Regions from separate parts of the Gossypium hirsutum genome. Here region 1 is linked to region 2. The links are chromatin contacts, called in public Hi-C maps. All regions are on one chromosome and are shown on one strand. The core of a region is the stretch at or near the end of the contact, and the rest is flanking DNA. Distances in the headings are between cores, read along the strand shown.

Evidence for each region. Hi-C and Micro-C count contacts between places; a contact is called where the count stands out from the background.
Region 1: a contact with region 2 is called in a Hi-C map of leaf, with 2.8 times the contacts expected there. The contact joins the enhancer-like site here to the promoter of LOC107901557 in region 2. A contact is called at or near these places in 10 of 34 Hi-C or Micro-C datasets (anther, callus, hypocotyl and 2 more).

The regions. Positions count from the first base shown.
Region 1 is chrD06:21,488,718-21,495,365 of Gossypium_hirsutum_v2.1, forward strand. No RefSeq gene overlaps it. Among protein-coding and RNA genes, the nearest start is that of LOC107901557, 75 kb to the left of the region's middle. Within about 2 kb of position 4,689, at least 3 of the 9 cell types and tissues checked have an H3K27ac peak or open chromatin away from gene starts, as enhancers often do. A contact at or near this core is called in hypocotyl and leaf, where this site is marked.
Region 2 is chrD06:21,412,694-21,419,048 of Gossypium_hirsutum_v2.1, forward strand. LOC107901557 (protein ROLLING AND ERECT LEAF 2) reads right to left here and starts at 4,589. Exons shown (of 4, transcript XM_016827612.2): 1 at 3,255-4,589; 2 at 2,638-2,813; 3 at 2,254-2,477; 4 at 1,038-2,066. The coding sequence starts at 4,242. The coding sequence ends at 1,268.

The DNA.
Region 1 (6,648 bases), core at 3,439-5,938, 76 kb after region 2:
TGAGTCAATTTAGTTTACATGATCTTTTTTAGTTAATTTTTTAAAATTTTTTCATGTTTTATTTTATTGTTGATTTTCTTTTCTTTTCAATTTTGCATCATGCATGTAGTTTGAATGAAATCTTAACTCAATAAGATGCTGAAATATTTTTATATGCTCTTGAGGTTTGTAAATTTTTCGTAATGAATATTTTCTAAACTTGTATATTGAGTTTACATAGAATTTGTAACATTGGTTTATGTTGTTAGGATGTTTGTTAGAACTATAGATGCTCCATATGATTTAAATTCATTGTTCTTTTCTATTGATATGTTTTTATAATCAATTTAGAATTTTCTTGAGAATAATTTTGTTTGACGAATGCTTACAAAGAATGATCTAGGTGAAAATTTGAATTATTTTGAGCTTGAGTTGTGGACTATATATTGATGAATGTGCTTAATTGAATACTTTTGATAATGAGCATGAGAATTGTTTACCTTGCTATCTACTTTATGAGCCCTAAAATGATCTAATGGCCTGACTGAGTAACTAGGGGTAGGTGCTTGGTTTCCATTTACCTTCGTGTCAAAATGTTCGGTTTTTCCTAGTATACTCCGCTGCTGTAGATATGAGTAAAGTCAAAGGCTAACTAGGTTTGATTAACCGAGTAATTCAGGGTATGTGCTTAGGTCGTCATCGACACTCACATTCAAAGGTAATCGACCTAAATTTAAATAAATGGAAAATTTTAATTGTTATATTATTTGAATTATGCATTCATGTAATGCTAACTGATAAACCTTTGCGATGAAATTGGAAAAAATATTGGTTTGATACTTTGTGTTCAATTAAATTGTGAAATTTGGCGACCTAATCATTTTTGGAAGTACGATGAAGTTTGAAAATATTCTCTTGATTTTTTCTAACATCTCTTAAACATTGCATATTATTAGGGAAGACAACCACACACGAGCATGAAGACCTATTGTTTATAATTCTTCATAATTGTACAAATTATTATTACTATTATATTTTGTTTAGCATATAGGACTTCGATTGTATCCATGAAAATATGTTTATTTATTTCATTGGTATATGGTAATTTCAATTGTCAATTCAAGTTAAGCATTTCTTTAGGTTTCACATATGCATTTGCATTTTCCTTTGTATTAGTTTCATGCTTGAGGACAAGCATGATTTAACTTTGGGGGAGTTTGATAAGTGCGTAATTTTTCAATTATTTGTGATATTTTTCACCTTAAATTAAGTTATTTCTGTTCTTAATTATAGTATTTATACTTATATTTTATTTATTTTGCGGTTTGATTCAACCGTGTAGCTTTAGTATTTTGCCTATAACTTCAGTTAGAGACCTCTGTTTTGGACTCATAATATACAAATTCGAAGGGAATCACAATATATAACTAAGGCAATTTCACAGATGAATCCCACAAACATCAAGAAGACATCCAAAAATGGTTTAGAAGTTTAACGCAAAAATTGCCAAAATATCTTGAAATTTTCTATTTTATTTAATTAAGGGCACTTTTGTATTTTCTTCAATATAATAATTTTCCCTATAAATAGACATTATCAGGTTAAGATTAGGGGACTTAGACCTAGCCGTTCTTAGTTTTATCTTGTTTTCCTTATTTTATGGGGTTTTAGACTTGTCTTTCTAGTCAAAAGTTAATTGAAGTTTGATTCAATAAATTCGTGAGACTTAATTTGCACTTTAATTCTTCTTTATTCTTTGATATTCATGCATCTTTTGTTTTAATTACAATTGCTCAGGTTTATTAAATATGTAGTCATATTTGATAGTTTAGAACGCGTTCCTTTTCAATTAGGATAATTAAATTTGTAATTGTTTAAATTATTCTAATACTAGTGACGAATTACATAACTCATTTATGTTATAGTTTATGTTTATATGGTGTGGATGTGTGATTAAATGAACCCCATTGAGGTGAGTTTGTTGGTTAGAATTAGGTAACTCTAGTTCTAAATCTTGTTGATAAGTTAAATCTTAATTGTTGAGTTGTAAGGTTATTTATTGGTTAGGGAAGTAATTTCAAATGAGTTGTCTCTTGGTTACCGAATAAATAAAGAGAGATTGGTTGCCCGACATTGAGTCAACAACTAGAACTAATTTAAGGCATTGAAGTTATTCTTGCGTCGATAACCAAATCTATGAATCAAACAGAGATTTTACCTTTGGCTAGAGTTTCTTCATTTTTTATTTTATTTTATTTTATGATCTCTTTTTACTTTGCTTCATTTTAATTTTAGTTTTTAATTCTAATCCCCTTCATCTTTATTTTACTTGTGTATTAGAGAAATAAAATTATCATTGGTCTCTATGGATATGAATCTACTTGCTGCTATCTACTAATTTTTATATTTTTCAAGTAAGTTTTTATTTTTATAGGTCGACAGCCTAACATATTAATATATTAAATTTTTAATAATATTTTATGTATTGCTAGTTATAATTGTAAATATACATTTTAATATACTAAATTACACATAGTTATTGATATGATATCTTTTATTATAGTCTAAAATATAATTATAGTTATATATATATAATATTATTTCATTATATAATACTATATCACATGTTATAATAGTAGAGTAGTACATAATATTTTTAATTATTATCATATATTATTGTTTATTATTATACTAGTTAAAATATACTCTAAGTCCCTATATTTTTCATACATTTCAAAGTTGTCCCTCCTACTATATTACATAATATTATATCTTATAGTATATAATATATTAATAATTTATATATATGCATCAATGATTAAACATTATAATATTCAGTAATATTATTTCTTTTATTATATATAATAGAAGTACATTATATATTAATTATTAATTATTAATTATTATATTATTTGAAATATGTTCTAGGTCGCTATACTTTTCATAGATTTGAAAGTTAGCTCTGCTACTATGTCATGTAATACTATATCATATAGTATATAATATTATGTAATATAATAATAATTATATACTATAGATTTTAATAATTATTAATTTTATATATTTATTATACATATATAATCATAGTCGTAAAAATATTTTATATTAAACTAATATTTTTAATTTTTAACTTTATAATTTAACATAAAAATTACTATTAATTGCGGTTCCTATTAATAAAATTTTATTATAAATATGTCATGCATATGAATAAAATTTCATAAATAAAAAAATTATTATTTATTTTTTTAGTATTGAAATCTATATTAATTATTAATGTATATGGGTGTTTAATTATAAATTCGAGTTTTTCCGAACTTTGGGTTAAATTATTCTCAAGCTCAGGCCAAATTGGTCTCGAACTCGAATTCTTATAGACTCGGGTATTTCTTGAGCTCTGTTTTTGTTGGGCTAAGATTTTTTCAGGCTCGAGCTTTCTCAAACTCGGATTGACATGGACAGCCTTTCAAGTTCAAGCCTGTTTTACTAGCTCTTATTATGGATATATATTAGTAAGTCCAAAATGATACCACCCTTACTTGCTACTATTAAAGTAATGGTGTGGATTTCTTTTTACTATTATTCAATTACATAATCAATACCATGTGAAAATTCAATCAACCATGTTCAATCAATAACAAATATATGCGAACTAATGCTTACAACTATTTTTTTAAAAATGCGTCATCTCTTTATTGTCAATAATAAAAGGTATTATAAATTTGAATTTACTAATAATATTATAAAAATAGACTATCAAACTATGTTAAAAATAAAGTATATAAATTTACGGATAATATAAATTTTGGCCCTTGAACTTGGCAATTAGGTCTACTTAGGTACCTATATTTTTTTTGTCCACTTTGATCCTTGAACTTGGCAACTAGATCTATTTTTGTCCCTGAACTTGGGTTCTGTCAAGATTTGGTGATGTAACCAATGTTTCTAGAACATGATCAAAATAGACGAACCGAGAATTAAGCAATGCTCGAACAAAATGGTTGAACTGATTGATACGGAAACTGCTTGAAATTGGTAAAAATCAAAATCTAGGACAAAAATTGTCAATTGAACCAGTTTAATATATTTTTTTTGTTACTTTACGTTTTTATATTTTTATGAATTTTTAATTACTTATTTAATTTTTGTTGGTTTGTTGGTTGAATTAATCAAACTAGTTGAATTGGGAACCAATGGTCTGATTTGTGGTTGAATTGGGAACATGCTGAATTAGTTGTACCACATCATCATCTGAAAATTTATATAAAATTTATAAATTTTAAATTTTCATGTAATGATGTGGCACAATTTTAGAGTGCTACATCATCAAATTTTTATATTTTTCAAGTTTAGGGATCACAATGGATTTAACTGTTAAGTTCAAATGTCAAAGTGGATAAAGAAAGTATATCAATATAAACTAATTGCCAAATTTAAAGGAGAAAAATTATATTATCTCATAAATTTAATCCTAAATCATAACATAGAAAAGATCCTAAATTCATAATTAGAACGCACCTAAAATAAAAAACTAAGAACAAGCTCCGGTTCCGTGATGGAAAGACTAAAACCATGTCAGTTTATATAGCCATATGATCTTCGAAGCCCATGAAGACCTTTGATAAGTTGAACAGGCTAATTTGCATAGATACTTATTACATATAAAGCCCCAAATAATGTCTCCAACTGCCACCGCTTCACTTAAAAATGCAACTTCTATCAAGTGGATTTTGGTAGAGAGGGCTGAAAAAAGGTGGGTGTATTTAGATTGTCTCTCCCCAACATGATTGATTGGGCCATTTCATCGCTAAAGGCATCTAATTTGAATGAAATCAACAGTTTTGTCAATAATGTGTTTAAAATTTCTTATTGGACCTTTTATCAGAGTTTTAGCATGGGTTAGGCCTTTTGGGAGTTCTATTTTGTTGAAACTATGAGTCGTATAATGGGTATAGATTTACATGTATTTAAGTCTTTTTCTTTTTTCTTTTGAGATTCTGGCCCAACTAAGCTTTTGCGCGCCGCTAAATAAATATATAAAAGAAAATTTAATTGCATCATCCATCTCTAAATTATTATTTAATTTTTAAATTATACTAAATTTCATTGTCTCAATTGATTCATCAAATTATTAGTAGTTTAGACATTAAATGTTAACTTACATATGATATTGTACATATTTAAATGGATTAAATTTAAATATGTGTATACTTATCAGATGGACAACTTGAATTTAACGTGTTAAAACAAATTGTTCGTATAAATTTTATTTACGTCTTTTTTTCCTAATATGTTATTATTTATACAATATATACACACGTATTAAAAATTTGATCAACATATTTAAATATAGCCCACGTTAGATTCAAACTAACACTTAATATCCAACCTAATAACTTGTCCGAAGAACCTAACTAATATGAAACTAGAACTTTAAGCACTCAGCTAGAATGTAAAGCCATTTGGAGCAATTACCTCAAAATAAATTATGGAAACTAATTACTAAAAAAACTATGTGATTATAGAATTTGGTTGAAGCCAAAAAGTACATAATCATTATTTAATGGTAAATTAATTTATTTTAAAGATTAAAAACAAAGCTTAAAAAGCCTTAATAGTTGTATCCTTTTTGGGTTAGTTAAACAGTAGGAAGATGCATAAAGTTTTAGCCTTGTAGGTACTTTTTTGTTTTTTTTTGGAAGGTTGTAGGTACTTGCTTTTAGTTCCAATATGCTTTGCCCATCTTCTTACCTAAATTCTAAGCAAGTCTTTGCATGTGATAAAAGCAAACCAAAATGAACACGTTTGGTTGGACATCCATTTAAATTGATCAAATTTCATTGTAATCCTTCTACTACGTTGAAATTTCAGATTTAATCTCTTTAATCTGACATAATTTTATTTATCTATTTTTATAACGTTGCTAGTAAGTATACATTGAGAACATCGTTAGTTGTTACCGTTAAAGGGATTGTATGATTTAAAAAACAATTTTAAATAATTGACTAACATGTAAATTTATTATTACTTGAATTGGTATTGTCAAAATCGCTAGGCGGACTCAAGGCTATAAGACCCTTAAATAACCTAAGGTGCAAGGTGCAAAAAAATGCTCGCCTTAACATCACTAACTTTAATATGGTGGGAAGTGGTTTTGATGCATCTAGCTCCGTATGAGTGTCTTGGCGCCTAAACATCACTAACTTGAATATGGTTGTCTAAATTTTTACATAGCTTTGATTGTGTGACTGAATAACAGTAAAAAAAAATCACATCTCCACTCTAATGGAAGCATTTAATAATGTTATCAATTTGTGCATATTAAAAGTATGCTCAGTTATGTTATGATAAAAGTTGAAGCCATAACAAATGAAATAACAACAAGACTTTGCACACATAGACTGCCAACACAATTCATGCTTAACCTATATCTGTGGAGCCTTGCTTAGAGAACCATTTCACTAATATCAACATAGTATAAAGAAACAATTATTTAAGCCTAACCCTCTAACTTTCAAGTTGCAACCTCCCATTACATATTTTCTCTATCACTTAGTAGGTATTATACAGTCATTCAAAGATGACAATCTCAACAAGCAAATTCCTTACTTGAGCAAATAGATTTAATCACTAACATAAAAATCATATCACATAATTCAATAATGTAGA
Region 2 (6,355 bases), core at 3,339-5,838:
ATCTCAATTCCTTTCTAATTTTTATCCGACACTTCTTGAAATATTAAATAATTTTTATATACAAATCAAACAAAATATATTTTAAAATTTTATAAAAATAAAAATCCAATAAAATATATAAAATAGTTAAAACGTTACAAAGTCTTGTAAAGATTTTTATTAATTTTAATTGGAAATAAAATTAAAAGAAAAAAATAAAGAAAAGGTAAGAAAAAAAAAGAGATTTTATATAAATGATTAATATGTAGTTTACACCTTGAATTTGTCTAAAAATATCTTGAACTTGAATTTATTTTAAGTATCTTTAGTTGCTATTTACATCTGAATTTGTTTCCATCTTATACATTGTCTCAATTTGTTAACAACATTAACTTTTTAAAAATTAACATATAATTTACCTCATAAACTTGAATTTGTCCAAAAAATACTTAGTTGATACTTGAACTTATTCAAAAAATTTTACTTTTTAAAATTAATTTATATATTTTTAAATTTTTTTTAATTTATATCCATCTCATATCGTATTGAGAAACTACCATATATCATCATAGAATTGGCCATCAATACCACATCTGTATAAACTAATGGTATTAGTAGGAAAGTATCAATTTGAGTAACGAAATATAAATTCAAATACCAACTAAGTATAAAAAATTTTAAGTACCAATTAAATACTTTTAGATAAAATTGGCATACTATGGGTATATTTATAAATGAAATAACTGTGATTTTAAAGTTGGTGAATAGAAAATAATAAAAAAAATTAAGGTTGTTTAGCTGCTTTTAAGAGTCAAAAAGTTCAGCAGCCGAAAGAATGTTTCCTTTGACAAGCTAGTAATGGCAAAAACACTATGGTAAATCTAGTTTCCTAGTAATTGGATTAAAGTTTGATGATCAACTATAAAGTCACCATCGTAGTTAATGCGGTCCTTGCAACTTGATATATTGGACTGTAAAAAGTAATCCCATTATTTATCAAATTATACCCCCCCCCCAAAAAAACAATCATTAAATGGATGTTAAAGCCAGACCCAAAATTAGTAAAATCATGTAGACCACTTCACCTAACATTCATGAGTAATGAATATCAAAGCTGCTGATGGTCCAGTGACAAATTTTCATGCAACTTTGAATTCAAATTATAAGGACATAAATAATAGATTGCTATATTGCATTGCCAAGAGGTACTGTTTACCCTAAAAGCTGCAGTTCACTAAAAGATACTATAAGTTAATAGGAAATTGCCAACAAGAGGTGGTGAGGTATGTTATGACGGGGCACCATTTGTTTTTTGTGACTGAGTGACACTCCTTAACTTTTCATAAGCTTCAGAGCAGGCGTGAGAATAGTCCGACAATGCGCGGAATATCTCAGGCAACCGGATTTTAAGACTTCCAATAGATTTCTCTCGCACTTGAATGCAGTGTTTTTTGTGAGCTTCGGCTTCCTCTTCCAACCTCTTTTTCAAGCTCTCGACCACAAGCTGCCTCTCGGAGACAGGATCCTTTGCATTTGCGTCTTCACCTGCATCTATTTCATCCAAGGCAGATCTTCGTTGCTTGTACTTGTGATACCATTCCTCGAATGCCTGGCTCTTGCGCAAGAATTCCTTCCTAGTTTCCTCGCATTTTTCTTTTAGCTTCATCTCTTCGTCTTGATGGATGATTATTGTTTTTATCACTGCAGCGAATGAAGAGATAGCAGATTTGGCAACCTCGTCAGGAAGCTTTTCAAGACAATCGTGCCATGCATGAAGGAGTGCTTGGATGGGAGGATTCTGCACTCGTGGAGGAGATGAGATTTTCTCTTTCAAGCTGCTTTCGATAGGGATGAGATTCAACTTTAACCAGTTGTTGAGAGCTAGGATGTATTGCTTTTGATTGGTCACAAGCTTATTAAATTGCGAATGCCACTCTTGGACAACGTTATGAAGTTGGATGGTCCAGTCGTGGTGTTGCTTTGTTGTTTCTTTGGAACTGAGGGCAACGTCAAGAGACTTAAGCTTTTCAACAACCTTGAGTTGCCTATCATGATGTATGCACATGCTTGCCCACATGTTAGCCATCCTGCAAATTAGATGTCAAAATTTATGGTCATGATTAAATTCAATTCAAGCCATTGGCAATGAGTTGGCCTCTTAATCTGAACAGGCAACACAAACAATCCTGGATAAGCTTATGAAGTAAAGATGCCAATTACAGCAATATTAGAACCAATATACAGATTTCTAGATATTTTCATAGGAAAACTTACCCATCAACAAGCATAACAAGTTTCGGATATAACTGCTCATCACGTAATCGATTGACTTCCGACACTGTTGAATCCATGGACTGCATGTCAACTATGTACCTTGTATGCAAATGACTTACAGCCGCCTTTGTTTTCTCCAATGATTCAGCAGTAGCGCCACGTTTCTTCTGCTTGTTTAACCAAGCTACCTTCCTTTTATACTCGAGCTTCATCAGCTCTCCTTGCTACAATCGGGACCAAATTTTCATAACATTCAGAACAAGTTTAAAGAACAAGCTTAACAACATGCCTATCAACATGGATCGCCATGAAAAGCAGCTGACCATAAAAAAAGAATAAAAAAAGTGAAGAGAGAAACAGATAACCCAGAGTCTTAAAATGTACCTTTACTTCATCATAAAGTTTCTTTTCCCATGCTAGCAACTTATCCAGGACAGTGGCGTGAGACTCGTGCTCTTCAGAATCAAACTCATCCTTCCTGTCTTCAATGTTTGTCATACCTCTGAAAGAACTATTCCATGTAATGACACGCATTACCCTCGCGGAATGATCAATATGTCCTACGATCAGTGAGATCATTACATTAAAGATAAAGCAATTCTCTTTCTAATTGCAACTACAAATTGCAGGACAAGATCTGCACAAAAAATTAATAACTTTGAGATCATTTCAACTATTCCATTTTACTCGATAAAAAATAGCAGCTTTGTTTTGTGGTAAAGAATAAAGTATAAAGATGTAAGGTCAAGGCCAGATTAAAACATAAAGGTAAAGCACAACAAGATCTAAATGCAAAGACACCACTTTACACAAAAAGTCCATTAAATCATTTAAAAATACAAAAAAGAAAAGTTTCCCCCAGATCCAAACAGTCGTTCACATAAAATTGCAGTGAAAACCTAAATTTATGAAATTCAACTAGGTGCAGAACAGGAAACAGGGAAAACCTAAACTGTCACAATCAAAACATATTAGGCAACTTAGAAAAGCAAGCAGGTTACCTCGATTATCAGCAAAATTGGAATGATAATGCAACCTGGTAGCCTCCAGCATCTTAGAAACCTCTTGAGCACTCTCTGAGCATTTCAAGAAATGGTCATCAATCTCATTCAAAACCAGCATCAAATTCACACTAGAAACGGTCTTCACCATTCGCATGAAATCTGCCGGAGCCGTTTTCGAATGCTCCATCTGTACCTGTTGTTTCCCCTTCACATCATCCTCCACCGCCACCTTCTCCGGCCTCTCCGGAGTCTTGGGCTCAATCTCACTATCGGCTCCGCCATGGCTATTAAACCCCACACCACCCACATTGTTAGCGAAAGGTTCAGCATTTCTACCCTCGGTCTCGTTGTCATTGTTGTCCAAATCCAAGCTCGGACCCGGCATGTTATTGTCGACCATAAAGAAGTAATCCCAAGCCATGTGTTTAGCTTCCGGCATCGGCGGCGGGTGGTGGGTCACATTGTTGTTCTCCGATGTCGACGCCGTCATATCTTCCCTATTATGCCCTCGTGAGTCTTTCCTGAGACCTTCATTATGATTTTTTTCAAGCACCTCGTTTTCTACATGATTTTCTTCTTCTTCTTCTTCTTCTTCAATAGCGAGAGAAGAATCGAACTCCTTGCGACTCTTGATGGGCATTTCTGGCATGCTGAGGGCGCGTTTGATGGGAGCGACGGGGCTAGGGGAGAAGTTAGGAAGCGGAGGAGGTGGAGGAAGGTTGTCCATCATAGGAGGCGGAGGAGGCGGCTGAGGAGTGGAGTCAAGTGGAGGAATCCCACGTGGTTGTTCTTCGAGGGGCTCTTCAGCTTCCCCATGACCGTAGTCACTCAAGGCAGCGCCGGTGTTCTTCAACGAAATGGCGTACCCAGAGTGACCGGCGGCGAAGGCGTTTCGAGTTACGACCGCATCTTTCATCAAGTTCTTCCGGTCCTTGCATCGAACCACCGATTCTTCGTTCTCTATTCTGGACTGGGCACACCCCATTTTTAGCAGAAACAATTGGCCCAGTTAGCAACCACCGGCTCCGACAGCCAAATAAACCCAATGCTGCGCCGTTCGCGGTGGTTCTTTCGGCTATTATCTTTAGATATTTCGTTTGGGGATTAGAAATATTGAGAGTGGGATACTGCCAAGGATAGAACAGCGAGAAAACGAGAAGACAAAGGCAAATAGTGCAGCAGAGCAGCGCAGAGCTGAGGGAAAGAGAGTGATGAGAGTGGGGTATATGCATTTGTACTCGCTGTCCTTTTCTCTATATTTTTAAATTAACGGTCACATTATTTTATTAAAAAAAAAAGCAATAACGTTTCACGACGGCGTTTTATTGCTGATATATATGGTTACTTCTACTTTTACTCCCTATATTATTTTTATGGTTAAGATATGCAACAAGTCCCTATACTTTTCGAAAATTAAGAATTTAGTCTATATACTTAAATTTTAATAGAATTTAGTCTCTTTATTTTTTAGATTTCAAAATTTAGGTCCAATTATTAATAATTTTAATTTTTTTTGTTAAATTTGTTGCTATAATATTTTTCAAATAAAAAAAACTCACTTAATAGCCATGTAACTAAAAGAAGACTTTGTAATTAACTCGAATTTAACAAAAAAATAAAAGTTAACAATGTTTAATAGTTAGACCTGAAATTTAAAATTTAAAAAATAGAGAAATTAAATTTTATAAAATAAAAATATAAAGACTAAATTCTCAATTTTCAAGAATTTTGTGGCACATTTTAAACTATTTTTATTATACTTCTTTTAAGATAACTTTGATTTGTAATATCTAAAAGAATGAAGATAGCTATTTTTAACATAAATAATACATGAATTTTAAATCCGGGTTTACAAAAAAAAACCTCGAAATCTAAGGTTTTTTTGTCGGTTATTAGGTTTGGAGTTGTTTTCCTACGAGCTCTTCAATTTTTTTCATTGAAGTTTTTGTGTGAAAAATAAGATAGAAACAAATAGATTTTAAGTTTTTCATTAAAAAAAAACTTAAATAAATAATATTTAATATTTTTTTTAGATTTTATTAGTTAAAAAGTGTCATGTGTCAAAAAATAATTAGTAAAGTATTTTTTAAAGTAATTTGAGTAATGGAGCATAATTTAAGTATCACTTATAACTAAAAACAAAATTTAAAGATCAACTTAACAAAAATGTGTATAATTTAAATACTATTTCATAGTTTAAGTCTTACTAAAAAAATAATTCATACATAATTTCCGCAACATGAAAATCCAACTAAAACATAAAATGGTAAATTCCACCCATGGTCACTTTTGTTTATCTTATGTTACATTTTAGTCACTTATGTTTGAAATGTTACGTTTTAGCCATTTATGTTATTGTGTTGTAACATTTTAGTTACTGATCTGTTAATTGCCGTTAACGGTGTAATGATAAACTGATGTGGCACGTTAAATAATCATTTCAAACAAAAATTTTAGGTAAAATTATATAATCGATCCCCATTTTTTTTTCTTTTTGAGTAGTTTAATTTTTTTCTTTTATGTTCTTTAAACTTTTCTTTCTTTTTTTTTCCAGTCTCTTCTGTTTCTCCCTCTGTTTTCCTACCTTCTCCATTTCTTTTAACATATCAGGAAGTTGAATTGGCAGTGAAGAAAGAAACAGGAAGTTGAAAGCCATCATTGCCTATAACCAAAACCCATATCATGCTTCTTTCTTCACTGTCAATTCGACTTCTTGATATGTTAAAAGAAAATTTTAAATTGCTCAAAACGAAAAAATATGGAGACTAATTGTATAATTTAACTTAAATTTTTTGTTTGAAATGATGATTTAACGTGTCACTTTAGCTTACTGTTACACCGTTAACGGCAATTAACGACTTAGTGACTAAAATATTACAACAGGATAATGTAAGTGGCTAAAATGTAACATTTCAAACATAAGTGATTAAAATGTAACCTAAGGTAAACAAAAGTGACCATTAATGTAGTTTACCCAACATAAAAATTTCAAGTAATCAACTTTTACCAGCTTGCCATTGGCCAACTCCAGTTTCGTTTTGTTTTTTAGCTCTATTATTAGATAACATTCCTATATAAAAGATTATTGTAGTAGATAA